2 separate regions of the Lathyrus oleraceus genome follow, and region 2 is linked to region 1. Evidence: chromatin contacts called from public Hi-C data. All regions are on one chromosome and are shown on one strand. The core of a region is the stretch at or near the end of the contact, and the rest is flanking DNA. Distances in the headings are between cores, read along the strand shown.

Region 1 (7,802 bases), core at 1,445-3,944:
ATATCCTTCAGGTTCTGAGATCATCTTCGGACGCATCATGTCTAAAATTAAAATGTTAATTGATTCAGAGATGTATCTCCGTGATATTTTAAAACATGCATCGTACATCTCACTATGAAAGACATTTTATACGTTTATTATTTCAGAGATACATCTCCATACCCTACAAGAACAATGCATGTTATGTTTGTTTTATGGTTTATGCAGCTGAAAGTGATGATTTGTAAACGTTAAGAATACTGTTATGTAATGAGATTTAAATCATACAATCGATATGCAAAAAAATGACATATAAATCCAGATGGTCTAAAAATGACATATATCATTAAAGTTGAAATACACTATAAAGTAGAATGAAGTGAAAATAAAATACAATCCATAACGAATCCAAAGTACAACTACTATATATTACTGCACTACTGTGTATGTCGAACTCCATCTCGTCCGCCTCATCAAGCTCTTCGGCCTTTAATACCCTCGTCCTCTAGCGCTGTCTCCAATCCATCAATGTCTGTCGTGCCTTTGTCATGATGACATCTAGGACCTGCCTCACATCAGACTCATCAGGAAAAATACCTTTGTCAATGCCTGCCTGCACAATCTCCACTATGCAATGACATCTAGGTAAGACATCACGAGGATGATTTAACTGTGCATGCACCTCCGCTAGTATCACCTAATAAGCTAGCTTCGGTGGATCTCCTGGAGCATCCTGTACCATATACAAATGTGACACCCTGAAGAACGACCTGATGTACCTGTCAACGTAGCTCCATTCGTTCTAAATTATCGTACTTTGTGCCTCCTCTAGTACTAGATAACTAAGATAATCATTAAACATGTCATCCATGTATCTACGTGTCATATCAAGAGGAGCAGAGACAACAGAGTATCTGCGAATGGAGCCCCACAGTGCTAACCAAATATATAATAGGTATACTCTCATACATACGCTCTATAGAGCCCAATCTACTCGTCATCGCCTCTAGCCTGCTCATCTCTAAGGATCTCATATTATATACCATTTTCATGAGTTCAAACATAGCATGAGCCCCTCTGTTTTTTTTTAAACTCCCTTATGGCAGCCTATGGGTCAACTCTCAGATAGTCTACCATCATATTGAGTGCCTCGTCTTTGGTAATCCTCCCATGATCTAGAAGTTTCCCTCTGATCAGAAGATGCAGCAAACACGACACATCGTCAAGTGAGACATCTCACTAAGCGGTATATAAAATGACGAGGCAGCAATGTGTTATCTCTCCACAAATGCATTAAGTATCCCGTAGTTGACCGTAATATAACCGATCATGCACAAGTCCTTCATCCCAGTTAAGAACAAAGCATCCTGAAACCACTCCTGATTCAGTTGAGGCAAGTCAGTAATCTTCTGCACATGGTTAATAAACTTAAGCGAACCACAGTCCTGCAGAAAAATAAATTTAAAACATAATTAAAAAAAACGAATCCAACTAATCTTACCTCTCCATCCCATATATGTCTTGCAATATGGTCCAAATACAGAGGCAACAATGACAACTCTATAGGGCCTCTTCCAAATGCTTGAGGTGGCACTGGCTCATCAGCTCCATCAGCCTCACCATCTGGAAGTGGCGTTAGCTCAGCAAGCTCAACAATCGGAGGTGGCAGTGGTGCATCAAGTACAATCGATGACTCGGGTACCTTTGGCACATTTGAAATCAGTCACCTGCGGAAAGATGAAGGGAGTGGTGCGTCGGTAGGTGAAACCCGTAGAAGACGAAGATGGGAAACATAAGCCCCATAAGTAGATGCCTCAACATGGCTAGAGTGAACATGAGCCTCTGAAACTTGACTATTCTCCCCGTGTACTAATGTTTGTTGTGCAATCTTCCAGTGTCGCGGTTTATCGTGTCTATCAACCATAATGCATGTAAGTAAACCAGAAAATTAGTACAAGCAACACTACAAGCAAGAAAGTAAAAAAAATAGACTGATGATTTTTAGAGATGCATCTTCGATTACTGTGAAACTAAACATTGAAAAATTCTGGAGATGCATCTTCAGAATTTTCTACAACTCTCCAAGTCTATCAATGACGACAATGCAGACATACAAACCCCAAAAATAATGGTTTGATTGTTATTTTCAACCAACAAACATGTTTTACAGTATGTATAAACTACTATTCATGCAAGTCCTACTCATTTCTTACCAAAATCATCATTTTCTATTCATTTACGCAAAAGTTTAAAAAACTTATCAAAACATTAAAAACTTACAAATTTAGACTTTACTTTAGTGTTGAATGATGTCTCTGATGTACTTGATGTTGATTGAAGATCCTTTGAGATTGGTTGTTTGATTTTGGACTTGATTGATGATTTTTTTTAGAGAATTTGAGAAAGTTTAGAGTTTTTTTAGAAATGAGGAGAAAGAAGGGTTCTGACCCGATTTAAGGTCCAATACCATTTGAAGATGCATCTTCGAAATAAGTTTGAAGATGCATCTCTAGAGTATTTTAACGTTAAGTCAAAATTCTATATAATCATAGTGCGTCCGAAGATGCATCTTCGAAAACCGATGGCATTTTTGTATTTTGACATGGTACCTAACTAATATATAGAATGATTAAGAAATTTCCAAAATAAAAATATTTAATAAAAAAAGCCCAAGTAAAAAGCCCTTAAAAGCCCATTAACATCCATGGGTCTGATAAAAAACATGATAGAAATCGAAAATCAATCAAAATCGAAAATCTGAAAGTTGAAGATCTCAAACCCTAACAATCTTTGTGTGAAATTGGTGATTGGGGAAAGAAATGCCTCAGAGACATTCGAAGAATAACAACGATCTCGCGTTCTTCACCTACGATGAGAAGCGGAAGCTTGGTTATGGAACGCAGAAGGAGAGGTTGGGGAAGGATTCAATCAAACCCTTCGATGCTTGCTCTCTCTGTCTCAAATCGTTAATTGATCCTATGAGCTGCCAAAAAGGTCATCTTTTCTGTAAAGAGTGTATTCTTGAGTGCTTGTTGTCTCAGAAGAAAGATATTCAAAGGTACTTTCAAGTTTTTTCTTCTGTTCAATAAATTTGAATGTTTGATTTTTGTGTAGTTTGAAATATGTGTGCTATATAGTGATTTCAAAACGCATCTGTGGTATTGGCCAGACAATTTATTGGAGCTCAAATCTCCATTATTGTCATGGTAGAAGGAAAATATGGCAGCATAGATATCTGCTGCTAGAAAAACCTTCCTCAAACTGCTCGAAACCTGAACATGGAAAGGAGGAAAGTAAGATTCACAAATAGTGCTGGACTGGTGTGATAGAATTATAATTTAGTCTAACTCATTCCTACAATATAAACCATTAGTGGGTTTTATTTTTAACCAATTTAGGACTTGGCTTTTCCCAATACACCCCTCATGTCCCACACTATTGGACTCGGTGTGTGTATATAAACGGTGGGTGGCCCATATTATGGGTATGTGGGACTTGTTTTCAATACACTTCCTTGCGCCCATCACTATTGGGCTTGGTGCGCATATAAACAGTGGATGGCCCGAATCGGTAGGCAGTGATACCATTATTGAATTAGACTTTATCCTAACTCATCCCTACAAAACCGGCTTGTAAGGTGAGGGGTGTCACTCTATATGATGGGTGATACTCCCAAAACACTGTCCAAGAGTATGTTGAGCTTTAATAAGGCAACTTCTATCTCTTGATTTCATATTAATCTAGGACCGATCGGTGTTTTTAATTTAAAAGTCAAGTTTATTCCTCTGCCTTCTTAGAACTGTTGAACGTACTCAGTGTCACATGCCCTACGTTCAACTGTTTTAAGGAAGCAATGTAAAGAAGGTCGAGGGATAAGCTTGACTTTTAAGTCAAAAACACCGACCGATCCTAGATTAAAAACACTGACACACAATCCAGTGTCCTACCTATAGGCCACAGGCCAATGATAAAAGCGTGAAGGATATCCTGTGCTGCTAGACACTTATTTTTGTAAGTCAGGAGACGAGCATACAAAATAGTTGCTGATGGAACCCCCTTTCAAACAGAACACAAATAATTTTTTGAATAATTGAATTGGTATATTTTGATCTACCGTCTTTAAATTGAGTTAGCGGTTTTAAATGCGTCTAGTGCAGCTCCCATGTCGGTGGTCAAAGTTAAAGATTCTCTCTCAATATAAAATAAGCCCATGCATCACGAGGATCAACATTTGTTGCTTTTCTAATAAGTTCCTCACCCTTTTCGGTCTGACCAAACTGAGCATACATGTAGCCAAGCATTTGCAGTATCGGGTACATCATCAAGATCCTTCTGAAAGTTTGAGAGTACACTCCATAAATCTTCCAACTTCATTTGTAGTTGTCACACTCCATTTATGCCCTTACTTTGCCTTAGAGCTTCAAACACACTAAATTTTGAATAAGATGATACAGCATATGTAATAAGCGTCCTCCCGTTCTCTGCTGTAACATTTTACTTCTCCCAACCTTGATGCATTCTTCCAGCTCCTTCTTGCATGCCCATTCTGTCTTACCACAACCAGATCGTTTCTGACAAGTTTATTTCCTTGGAATATGAATTTTGTTTTTTGCACCCAAATCACAGGGGTTGTGCCCCAGTATTTGTATATGCTGATTTCTCTTGAGCTGTTCACTTCATTGAGCCCAAAGAAGTTGGCTGCAGAAGTGATAAGAGAATTTTTGCATGTATTCCTTCAATCCTTTGGGCTGGCGCTTGGCCTATTCAAGCCAAAATAGAGGCTAATTGAAGAACCACTTTTTTAGTTTTCCTGTATTAATCTCCTTACCAAAGCCTGCCACGGCTCAATCTTTAGTTCAAAAAACAAGCCTATTTTGCAAAGTTTTCACGCGGTGCTTCCTTCCTCTTCTTTTAGAATTGATCAGGATCCGATCCATATCTGGCCTTCCTCTGAATCAGATAGTTAAGACCAAAAATATTTTAACTGTTTCCTGTGAAGGACATAGCTGTTGTGTACACTCCCGTGACAACACAGTTGGCAAGGACATGCAAAATTCCACATTACGATTAGCATGTGGTGGCTCTTAGGGTGGGTGGTAGTGAATAGGTAATTGATCGAGTCCAGTTACTCGAGAGAGACACTCATTGTTGTGCTAAACGTTGTTTGCTCTGCTGGTTATGTCACACTATCAAGCACATGTGGGTTTGCAGCCGGTGGGAGCATGGTCAAACTACCTTTGACTTGGATCGCCATTGTTGCCTTGGGAATTCCTGATCTGACAGTTTCAATGACAGATAAAGCATGGTTTGAATCCTTTGTGACCAAGAACTGGTCCTGTCACCATCGCGCGTTGACTTTTCAACGATTTTTGTCATTGTTATCAAGACTTATTGGCTGCTCCATTTTTTCTTCACGAACATTCTTTGTTCCTTCATTTTCTCAACTGAATGTACGAAGAAATCAATGGATGATTCCATCTCTCGTCAGTCTTTTTGTTCTATTGTAGTAAGTCCCTCAAAAGTCCAGGTACCATAACTGGACCAGTTTTTATGAGCTTTTCAATTGGCTTTGTTTGATTTAACTTTCCATTTGATTTAACTTCCTCAAATTTTGACATAAATTTTGACACTTTGGCTAATTTTCTTATTCCTTAAATAGATTAGGTGCTCTATTAGCTGCTGCCATTATTTAATTTTTGCAAATTTTCTGTATGATAGACTAAATGAATTTACTAGTTCTATCCAGAAAATCCAGTAGATTGTGATAGCTGGTATTCCGTAATTCAGAACATTTAAATATATGTTGTTCTTATGCATGTTATATTTTCTTGCTATGGATACTACCAGAATTATGCTGTGAACATTAACAATGTTGTTTTTTATATTTCCATTTGCAATAAAATAGGAGGCTTGTGGCACATTCTGCTCAGCAGAAGCAAGAAAAAGAAGAGGAAGAAGAGAAATTAACGTTGCAGAAGGCTAAAGAGCTTGATGCATTTGATCAGCAGAATCACGGTGCTGTACCACAATACAGTGATAGAAGCTATAACCGTGATAAGAATGGTTTTCATGGAGCAAACAGTGTAAAGGTCACTTCCTATGAGGAGGAAGCTCTTAGGACAATGAAGGCATTTTGGCTACCTTCCGCTACACCAGAAGCTTCTGTTAAAGTAGACGCTCCCTCTACAACTACTATCTGTCCAGAAGGCAAGGAGAATCTGAAGTTAAAAACACTTTTCCCTGTCCAGTTCACCGAAGATACTAGTGAGCAGAAAAAACCCAACGCCCTTGATAGGAGCTACGTTTGTCCTAGCTGCAAAACCACTCTCACCAACACAATGTCACTTGTAGCCCTCAGTTCATGCGGGCATGTTTTTTGCAAAAAATGTTCCGACAGATTTATGGCTGTCGACAAGGTTTGTCTTGTTTGCAACAAGGCGTGTAAAGAGAGACATCTGGTGAATTTGAAGAGGGGAGGTACAGGTTTTGCGGGTCACGACGATAATCTTGAAGCCAAAGATTTCAAGCATTTGGGAAGCGGGTCTGGTTTGGGGCTGGTTAGACCTGCGATGAAAACTTAAATCTGTATTGGTTAGAGTGTTGTGGAGGATGATATACTTAATTCAAAAGAAGAAATCTGCGTGTTAAACTTCTCTTTATTGTTTAGTGATGTATTTGACTAGTTGTATTTTATATTTGGTTAGCTCAAATCACAGTCTGGTAGATTGAAAAACCAGCTTGTTCTGTTAGATGTAGTGGATCCAATTTCAGGTATATTAATTCAACAGTGACAATGATAGTTGAAGGCGAGGTGGTTTTTGTGGTCAATATTCCATGTGATTAACTTGATGCACGTGGGCTGCTTTAAGAAACAGGTTGAAGCTCTTATCTGCCAACGCAACGAGAAGACATTCCAACAAAAGCCAATCACAGAAAGTGGAATTCTTTCGTTATCAATTCAAAGTCCTACTTGATTGCAGACTGACTCATTCTCACCTTTTGTTTTATAAGATAACAATTTTTTTTTAAAATTTATCCAATAATTAATGTATCTGATATATTATTAATTGCTTATAAATAGGACCAAGATGGATAGGACCGAAGGAAGTTCTCTCTTATAAATAAAATATGAGGGAGTAACATTTATGGAATCCACTTGAATAAAGAAAAACTCAAACTAAATTGTTTCATAATTTATTTCTGTATATTTTGAAAAGTCACATAAAATACAGCTGAAGTTGCATGAGTGGCAGGGTAATGTGCATGATGACTGTATTACTTTATCCATACACATCTCTCTCTCTCTCTCTTATCATCCATGTCCTAACTGTTAACGATCAGATTCATTTTAATTGATTATTAATTTTTTACAAAATCACAAAATTTTGAGTTTAATTCTTATTAAAGTTGAAATACTAATCATTCATAATATTGAAGATTGTAAAAATATATTTTTTATTTTTAAAATATTTCACAAAAAATAGATATTTTAAATCTTCAAAAAAAGACTAAAATAAAAAGAATGACAGATATTTTTTTGTAAAACTAAACTTTAAAAGTTTATATTTTTATAGAGATTAAAAATATATTGAAATAACTTTTTACTATCCTTTAATATAAGACCATATTCAAACTGACAAACATTTATACTTTTTTATGATAATTTTTATTAAATTGATAATTGAGAAACATAATTTTTTTCTCTCATTTTAGATAATTAATTATAAAAATAATTATGTAAAAGTTAGACTATTGCGTGCCCAAAGATTATTTTCAAATTCAAAATCTTGTTAAAAAAATACTATGGTATCATTGAATTTGAT
Region 2 (7,802 bases), core at 3,487-5,986, 170 kb before region 1:
ATAAAGTTTAAATTAAAAAAATAACATAGAAGAACTCACAGTTCAAAGACCATTTATAGGATACTTACAATAAATAAATGACAAAATTAATCTTTTGAAGTACTAAGCTCTGTACTTAAAATAAATAAATGATAAAATTAATCTTTTGAAGTACTAAGCTCAGTAGTAACTTTGCAGTATATCAACTATTTATGTAGTATTTTATCATTTAAGTTGTAGCAATTATACACAAGGTTTTAAACTCTCAAGTTTCCTCACAAAAATGAGTTAAACCGCTTCTTAACTTTCTTCTTGACAAACTCATAAAATCTAATTATCTAAAATAATACACAAACTAAAAAAAAGAGTTAAACCGCTTCTTAACTCCCTTCTTGAGAGACTCTTATAAAATCTAATTATAATTAAAATAAAATTGAGAAACTCTTAATCTTGATATTTTATTATATGGAGATGAAATGGTGAATTATTGTTATTTTAAATTCAAGGAATTTACCTAAACTCTATGTTTAACAAACTGGCTTAGCAGGAGATTTAACAAGGAATTTTAAGTCCAGTAATCATCATCATCTCCCATTGCAAGACATACTAATTTTTAATCATGAACGCATTATTGTAGCATATGATACGCATCTGCATCATTCTAGAAACTATGCCATCAGAACTCACTAACTCCCAATGCAAAGAAATATCAGGAAGAATGAAATTGTGACCCCAAAAAATGAAGAAACATAAAATGGTGAGTTTTGATTATTAATGCACTAATGTTGGCATACTTTGTTGATCAAACTTTCAAAACATGTTATAACATTCCAGACATATTTGACCATTCAACATTAACAAGACAAGACAGAGTGAGTATATATGCCCTTCTTAACAACCAACCTCAGTCTATAGTTGTTTGCGGCTCCAAAGATCGCCGAAAAAGTAAAAAATAAAAGGTCTCCCCAGACGGCCATCCTCACTTTGGATAGAGGATATCATAGTGACCAGGACGGTATAGCAATGTGATGAAGGGATTCTTCTTTTCAGAGCTGCCACTAGAACTTGGGAGATCATCTGCAGATGGGATGAAATCATGATGATTTACACTGACACCGCCAGTATCACATGAGCTGCGGTCAAGGTACACAACACGGATGGGAACGCCCAGTGCATCTGAAAGGGCAGTAATGTGCACATGGTCGCTCTCTTCGCCCATTGGTTCAACAGCTGATTTGCAAAACTAAACCACAACAACATGAAAGAGATGGGGATATTATATTAAAATCAGATTACTAAAACCATATACTGGCTTTCTACAATAAAACTAATAGCTAAATTATTTCTTTCTTGTCAGATCCCAACTTTACAAGCAACTTATGGAAAGATGGAAAAAAGTTCTTAGCATTGAAACCAACCTGCTCAACTGTTGTATTGGTTAAGCCCATTATGAAAGGTTCAAAAAATTCTGAGCGGTTTTGTATTGCAGCAGACGTGACAAATCTGAAGAACATAACAACTAAAGAAAACATTTTGTCAAGAAAAATGAAAGAAATGAGATCAGGACATGAGACGGATCTAAATCACTCACCATAATCAGATACAGACTGATCTCGGCTTCTAAGCACAAGCTCTTCATGACTGTGATGATATAATATATTCAAATATAATAATTAGGGCTAGATAAACAGAAAATTGTGATAACTGAGTATTCTGAGAATATATCATGCTTCCAGTTCAGAATTGTCGATGCAAATTCATGGTGATTGGTGAAGGAAAAAGTTAACACCTTATGGAAGTCTCTTTCCCTTGAATTACATCTTCCAGCTGCTCAAGGAATAGCTGAAATATTTTTTACAGTGAGATAGTAAAAGGTAAATTTACAGTGAGATAGTTAACACCTTATTAACCTCTGGGTACCAGATGCCCAGTTTATAGCATTTAAAAAAAATTAAACAATGTATTCTTGAATGAGAACTATAAGCCAGAAAATTTTCCAAATTCTTCCCTCAAATAGAAAACTTTATACAGAATTAAGATTGAAATTGAATGCAGCCTATATTTTTTTTCTATTGTATAACTTTTCAACTTTTTTAAAAATTTGCCCCATAACATAACTCTGATCAGCCGATTTTTTATTTTCCATAGCTCCATATCATAAAGATTAAGAGGCTTAAACTTTTTTGCTACTCTAGTTATTGGTTTCTATATAATATCACAATAACCTCGCCTCAAAGTGAACATCCTTTATTATCATTTCAAAGGGGAAGGATATAAAGAAAAAGTGACATGACATCGAAGATGATAATAAGCCACTGCATGATGATTAGGATAACTTATCACATTTTTTTAAATTATAGAAAAGATAAGTTTAAGAAACGAATTCAAATTCCAATATGAATAAACAAAATTAAAACTGCACAGATGGAAGACCCATTCATATACTTTCCATAGAAGGCTAGATAGACAGAAGGCATATGTGAAGTCATAGTAGCTACTTTCGACAAGCCTAGAGGTTAGCTTAGATTACTACGTATACCCGGCACAATTTGTCTATGTTTGGATCATTTTTCATAAGTTTAGTCGGTATATTCATTTAGGCTAGAAAATCATTGAGGTATTTGTATAAAGTAAGCAAGGATGTAACCCCAGAAACACAAGGAACGAAGAATGCAATTGATAAGTTACCGTAAAAAAATCTTCAAAAGTCAACTCTGCATAACCCAAGGTCTGAAGTGCTTTTCTACTTCTCTCAATATTAACCTTGACGCGATCAATTTCTGCTTTGTCTTGAGCTTCCAAAAGATGCTCCTAGAGAGAGAGAGAAGACTAATTTATTGACTGAAATTATTGGAAATTTGGAATGTTTTATTCCAAATCCCCTAGACCCAAGCCAGAATATCCATTCAATTTTGAAGTAGAAGATGCTACTAAACTGGAAACAATAAAACATACGAGGTATGAAAACATAAAGCCTCGAAAGAAGCAGTTTCCATCTCCCCGAGTACGCCGAATGGAAGCATATTGCTCAGCAAGCACCTGCATTAAGAGGAACAAGAGAAAGATTCAAGAAATATGACAACATGCTAGGATATGATAAGACACAACACAAAAGAAGATAGGGATAAAAGTTTGACCAATCAAACCTTGATTTTTTCCAGTAAGATAGGACTGCCTGATTGATATTCAGCAGCCAAGCTAGATAGTGGTTCCTGCCAATTTACCACATGAAATCTTTGTCCTTTAAATAATTACTAAAATAAAATTGTATTGCATCCCCTCCTCCATCCACTAAAGAAATCCCAAAGATTAAAACAAACAACAAGACACCTAAAGTAATGGCATTTATAGTTTAACAACCTGTGGCACTTTGCTCAAATAAATTCTTCATCAAATTCAGGTGTATAAGAGAAGGGAATCTATTAGCAGTTTAGCACTATGTACAACAAGGCCCTATTTGGATAGACAGCTTATTCGTAGCTTCGAGCACAAACACTTATCATGATCTATAACCTATTTCAATAACAAAAGATTAAAAAAATTTAGAATGTTTTCCTATAAACTATAAGCTATTTTCATAAGCTATCTTGAGAACTTGTGAAAATAAGCTAAAAACAACTACTGAATAAGTTTTCCAAACAGTTTTTGCAAAACTTATGCCCTCAATCAATTAGCTGAAAACAACTTACAAAAGTAATGCCATTTATAGTTATACAACTTGTGGCACTTTGCTCAAATAAATTCTTCATCAAATTCAGGTGTATAAGAAAAGAGAATCTATTAGCACTATGTACAGCAAGGCCCTATTTGGATAAACAGCTTATTCGCAGCTTAGAGCACAAACACTTATCATGATCTATAATCTATTTCAATAACAAAAGATAAAATAAATTCATAATGTTTTCCTATAAATAAACTATAAGCTATTTACATAAGCTATCTTAAAAACTTGTGAAAATAAGCTGAAAACAACTTTTGAATAAATTTTCCCAAACAATTTTGCAAAATTTACACCCTCAATTAACTAACACTTAATTCTACATAATCAAGAAAACAAGTTTCAAAGAGTTAGCCATTTAGCCTTACCTTGTCACCCACATATGGAAGCTTCTTGGCTTCATCGTCATGAATAGAAGATGTCTGCTGCATTACATCCTCATCCTCAAAAGCGTTCCACCCACAACCTGGACCATCCTCATACACCACTTCCCCATCATCCAAAACTGGTTCTTTATTCCGCATTTTTCCCTCTTAACGGAGTTCAATTTCTTTTCAAAACAAGCAACAATCGAACTAAATAACACTGCCAAAGATAACAATAAAATTCATCATAGTTGACCGAATCATAAAATTGCGTTGAAATCACGGCACAAGAGAATAACAGAATCAATTAGAAATTCTTGATGAAACGAGGTAAAAAATCAAAATCAAAATCAAAAGACGAAATTGGCAGGGTTTTGAATCTTGTGCAGATCAAATTGTTGATTGTTTCATCGATCATTTGCATTGAGGAAGAAAAAGAGGAACGCGAAATGGGGAACTTTACCTTGCGCAAGTTGAAGATTGAAATCAGTGAGTGAGGTGCAAGAGCGGCAAGAGTGAACACGAATCCCTAAAATCTCGAAAGATTAAAATGCAATTGCTAAACGCACCGGTGTTTAGCGTTTTATACCCGCACAAACGGTTATATGTGTGTGATAACAATGAGGGATTTCCTTCAAAAACAAAAAATTATTTGAAACTCCTAAGGAAATAATTGTGAGTATTATTAGTCCATAGATAGATTTAAACAATTTACAAACATTGTTAGTATTATTAGATGTAATGCCATGAAATAGTTCCATATAAACCTCTTCATTTAAGTTTTTTAAGTTTTTATATACAAAGGCATTATCAACATCTTTATAGTTGTTAATTTGGCAACAAGTGAGTAAGCATCAAAATTTTATATCTTTTATTTGAGTGAAATTTTTTTGTAACAAATCTAGCATTATTTCCCTTAGGTGGATATTTTATATATCTATTTGCATCTAGTAAGTCTCTTATGTGGTGCTAACTTTGTGATAATCCATTTTTTTTTTTTGATTAGGTGTTGTAAATTGTGCGTCCATAACCTTTAACCAATTATCATACTTAATAGATAGTTTATAAGTAGGAGGTTTCATATACAAAAATTTAGAGTTTGTAAATGAAAATTTGTAATGTGATAAAACATTATTGGCATGTGGCATTGAAAAATATCTATAATATAAAAAAAAGAAGATAGTTGTGGAAGCTCTATTTTATATTTCTGTAATGTCATTATTTTGAGGATAAAATATTTCTGCAATGTCATTATTTTGAGGGTAAAATATGTCCAAATTTTACTTTATGCAACCAAACTATCATAATTTGTATTGTTTGGTTTCTACTTATTCTATTAACTTTCAACTTACCTTGTGTTGCAACTTGACTTGCTTTGGTTGGTTACAAAGTAACTATCTGATTTAACTTTATCACATAAACCAATGTTTAACTTTTTCATATATCCCTCCAAAATACAACTTTGTACTTTCTCCCTCCTGACTTTTCTCTACTTGAACTTCTTTCTCTCTCATACTTTATCTGCTCAATCTGAAGGTGATGTTTGCAACCTAGACACCAACCTCAGATTGCTTATGTAAATTTTTTTACCCTTTCGATACTAAGAAGCTTAACATCAAAGGTTGAAGAAAATGAACTTTGCAAATCATTTTACCAACAAATGGTCTGCCTTCTTCATTATTCATGTAATTGTTATGAGTTATTGATTTTGAGCCTATGAAACAATACTTATTGGTATACCCGATAAAAGTTTATAACTTTAGGTTTCAATATGTGTTCGTTTTTGTGTTTTTCTTCATTTTTTCATATATTAATGCTCGTGAGCTACTCTGATTCTTTTTTCAGATTCTCTTCTGGTTGTTGTTATATTGATGTTTTATGAGCAACTATGTTTCAGAATCTGTTATGTGAAGTTGTTATTTTGATGTTTGTGAGCAACTTATATGGCCCGATTCTGTTTACGTGTTCATATTTGTGTATGTCATTATGTATTACTGATTTTGATTTACACATTTTCGTAGGAACTGTGAAATGGCAATGCCTTTTGAAAAGATCGTCAACATAAGTGATCGGAAAGAGCTCTGAAAAGTTGTCGTTAAAGTTCATCACAAATGGATCGTGATAACAAACAACAAGGAGCATTTGGAGCTCATTTTTGTTGATGTTGATGTGAGTTTTTCCTTTTTGTGTTTTTAATGCCTTTGAAAAAGTTGTAATATTTTTGAATATGCTCACTTATTACCTAAAATTGCCTTAAACTGATGTATGTGATGTATTTGTAGGGGACATATATTCATGTTAAAATAGCTCCAGCGTTGAAGGCAACTTTTGATTCAGCTTTATCAATTAACAAAACATACATTATTACAAATTTTCTCCCTCAACCAAATGATCTCATGTTCAAAACTTTTGAACGTAAGTTTATCATCAACTTTACTGCTGGAACTTCTGTGACTAATTTAAACAAACATCAAATCCCTGGAAAAAAACATACATTCAAACCTTTTGCTAACATTATCTATGGAAAATGGAAGAAAGACTTCTTAATAGGTTATATGTTATCAATACAGGCTGGTAAAGGAAATTGTCCACCTTATGTATGCGAAAGTGGCCATAAAACTGAAACTGAGATTTATAGGTATGATTTAAGTAAAATATACACTCTAAGTTATTTAATACAATGTTGAATGCATTGAAAAATATATAGGTATAAAATCGAAATTGAAGTTGTAAATGATGGTTGTAAGGTCATTTTTGTGTTCTAGGACAAAGAGTGTTCCGAATTATAGGATATTTCAGCTGCTCAACTTCGTCAATCAATGCTTGAGGTCTGACCCCATATATTTTCTCATTTAAATTCTCCTGACATCAAAGTTTTAGTTTTTCATTACACTTTTGTCTTTTCATATAGGCTAGTGTTAATGATCCACAAGAATTTTGGTTGGTCCTTGATAAATTACTTCGTAAAAACACATGCCTTCAAAGTCAAATGGCAATCCAGGTGGGGTAATGCAAGTGTTACATCTATCAACTGTGATCAAGACACAATTGATAAGTTACTTACTCACTGGAAGGTTTGAAAGGTATTTCACAAACTCATTATTACAGTGTGCCTAAATGTATACATGTACATTATTGCAACATAATTATCCTCCCTTTCTGACAGAGTCCTACTTCCACTTATGTTCATGATAACCAAATTATGCAGGTATTTTATAATAAACTTTCTATTACATTAATTTGTTTATCTTTTGTTTTATCTCGTGTGACATGTAACTCATTATTACCATATGATCCTTATACAATTAGATTAAGGAGAGTGTGGATGAGGCAACACTTTCTGAAGAACAAAATATCATCACAGTAAGCATTATAAATACCTTCAATTTTATGTCTTGCTATATTATGATAATCTAGAAAAGTTTCTGATCAAACCATTATCAATTGTACTATAATATTATGTTTAATGCTGCGGGAATTGGAAATTACTTTTAAACTGAATCCACAACCATCACCACCAGTTCCTACTACAAATATTATAGCTTATGTTTTAATTTCTCTTTTCACATGTGATGATATATATTTATTTGAAGTTACATAAGCTTGCTGATTTGTTTTTACGTTGTATTTTGGTTAGGTCTTTAAAACTCATGGGAAAAAAAGTCAGTTACTCATGTCATATATGGTAAAAGGGGTGCACTTCAAGGTTTGAGTGAGTCAACCACTATTAAAGAACTAGT

Evidence for each region. A called contact is a pair of places that touch in the nucleus more often than the background predicts.
Region 2: a Hi-C map of leaf shows a contact between it and region 1, with 5 times the contacts expected there. The contact joins the promoter of LOC127083045 here to the promoter of LOC127083036 in region 1. A contact is called at or near these places in 2 of 2 Hi-C or Micro-C datasets (both in leaf).

The regions. Positions count from the first base shown.
Region 1 is chr1:450,016,167-450,023,968 of CAAS_Psat_ZW6_1.0, reverse strand. It overlaps LOC127083036 (E3 ubiquitin-protein ligase CSU1), which reads left to right and starts at 2,694. Exons shown (of 2, transcript XM_051023267.1): 1 at 2,694-3,037; 2 at 5,885-6,789. The coding sequence starts at 2,799. The coding sequence ends at 6,560.
Region 2 is chr1:450,187,705-450,195,506 of CAAS_Psat_ZW6_1.0, reverse strand. LOC127083045 (OVARIAN TUMOR DOMAIN-containing deubiquitinating enzyme 1) reads right to left here and starts at 4,736. Exons shown (of 9, transcript XM_051023279.1): 1 at 4,526-4,736; 2 at 4,066-4,282; 3 at 3,126-3,191; 4 at 2,935-3,018; 5 at 2,668-2,790; 6 at 1,769-1,821; 7 at 1,571-1,620; 8 at 1,398-1,498; 9 at 720-1,222. The coding sequence starts at 4,221. The coding sequence ends at 959.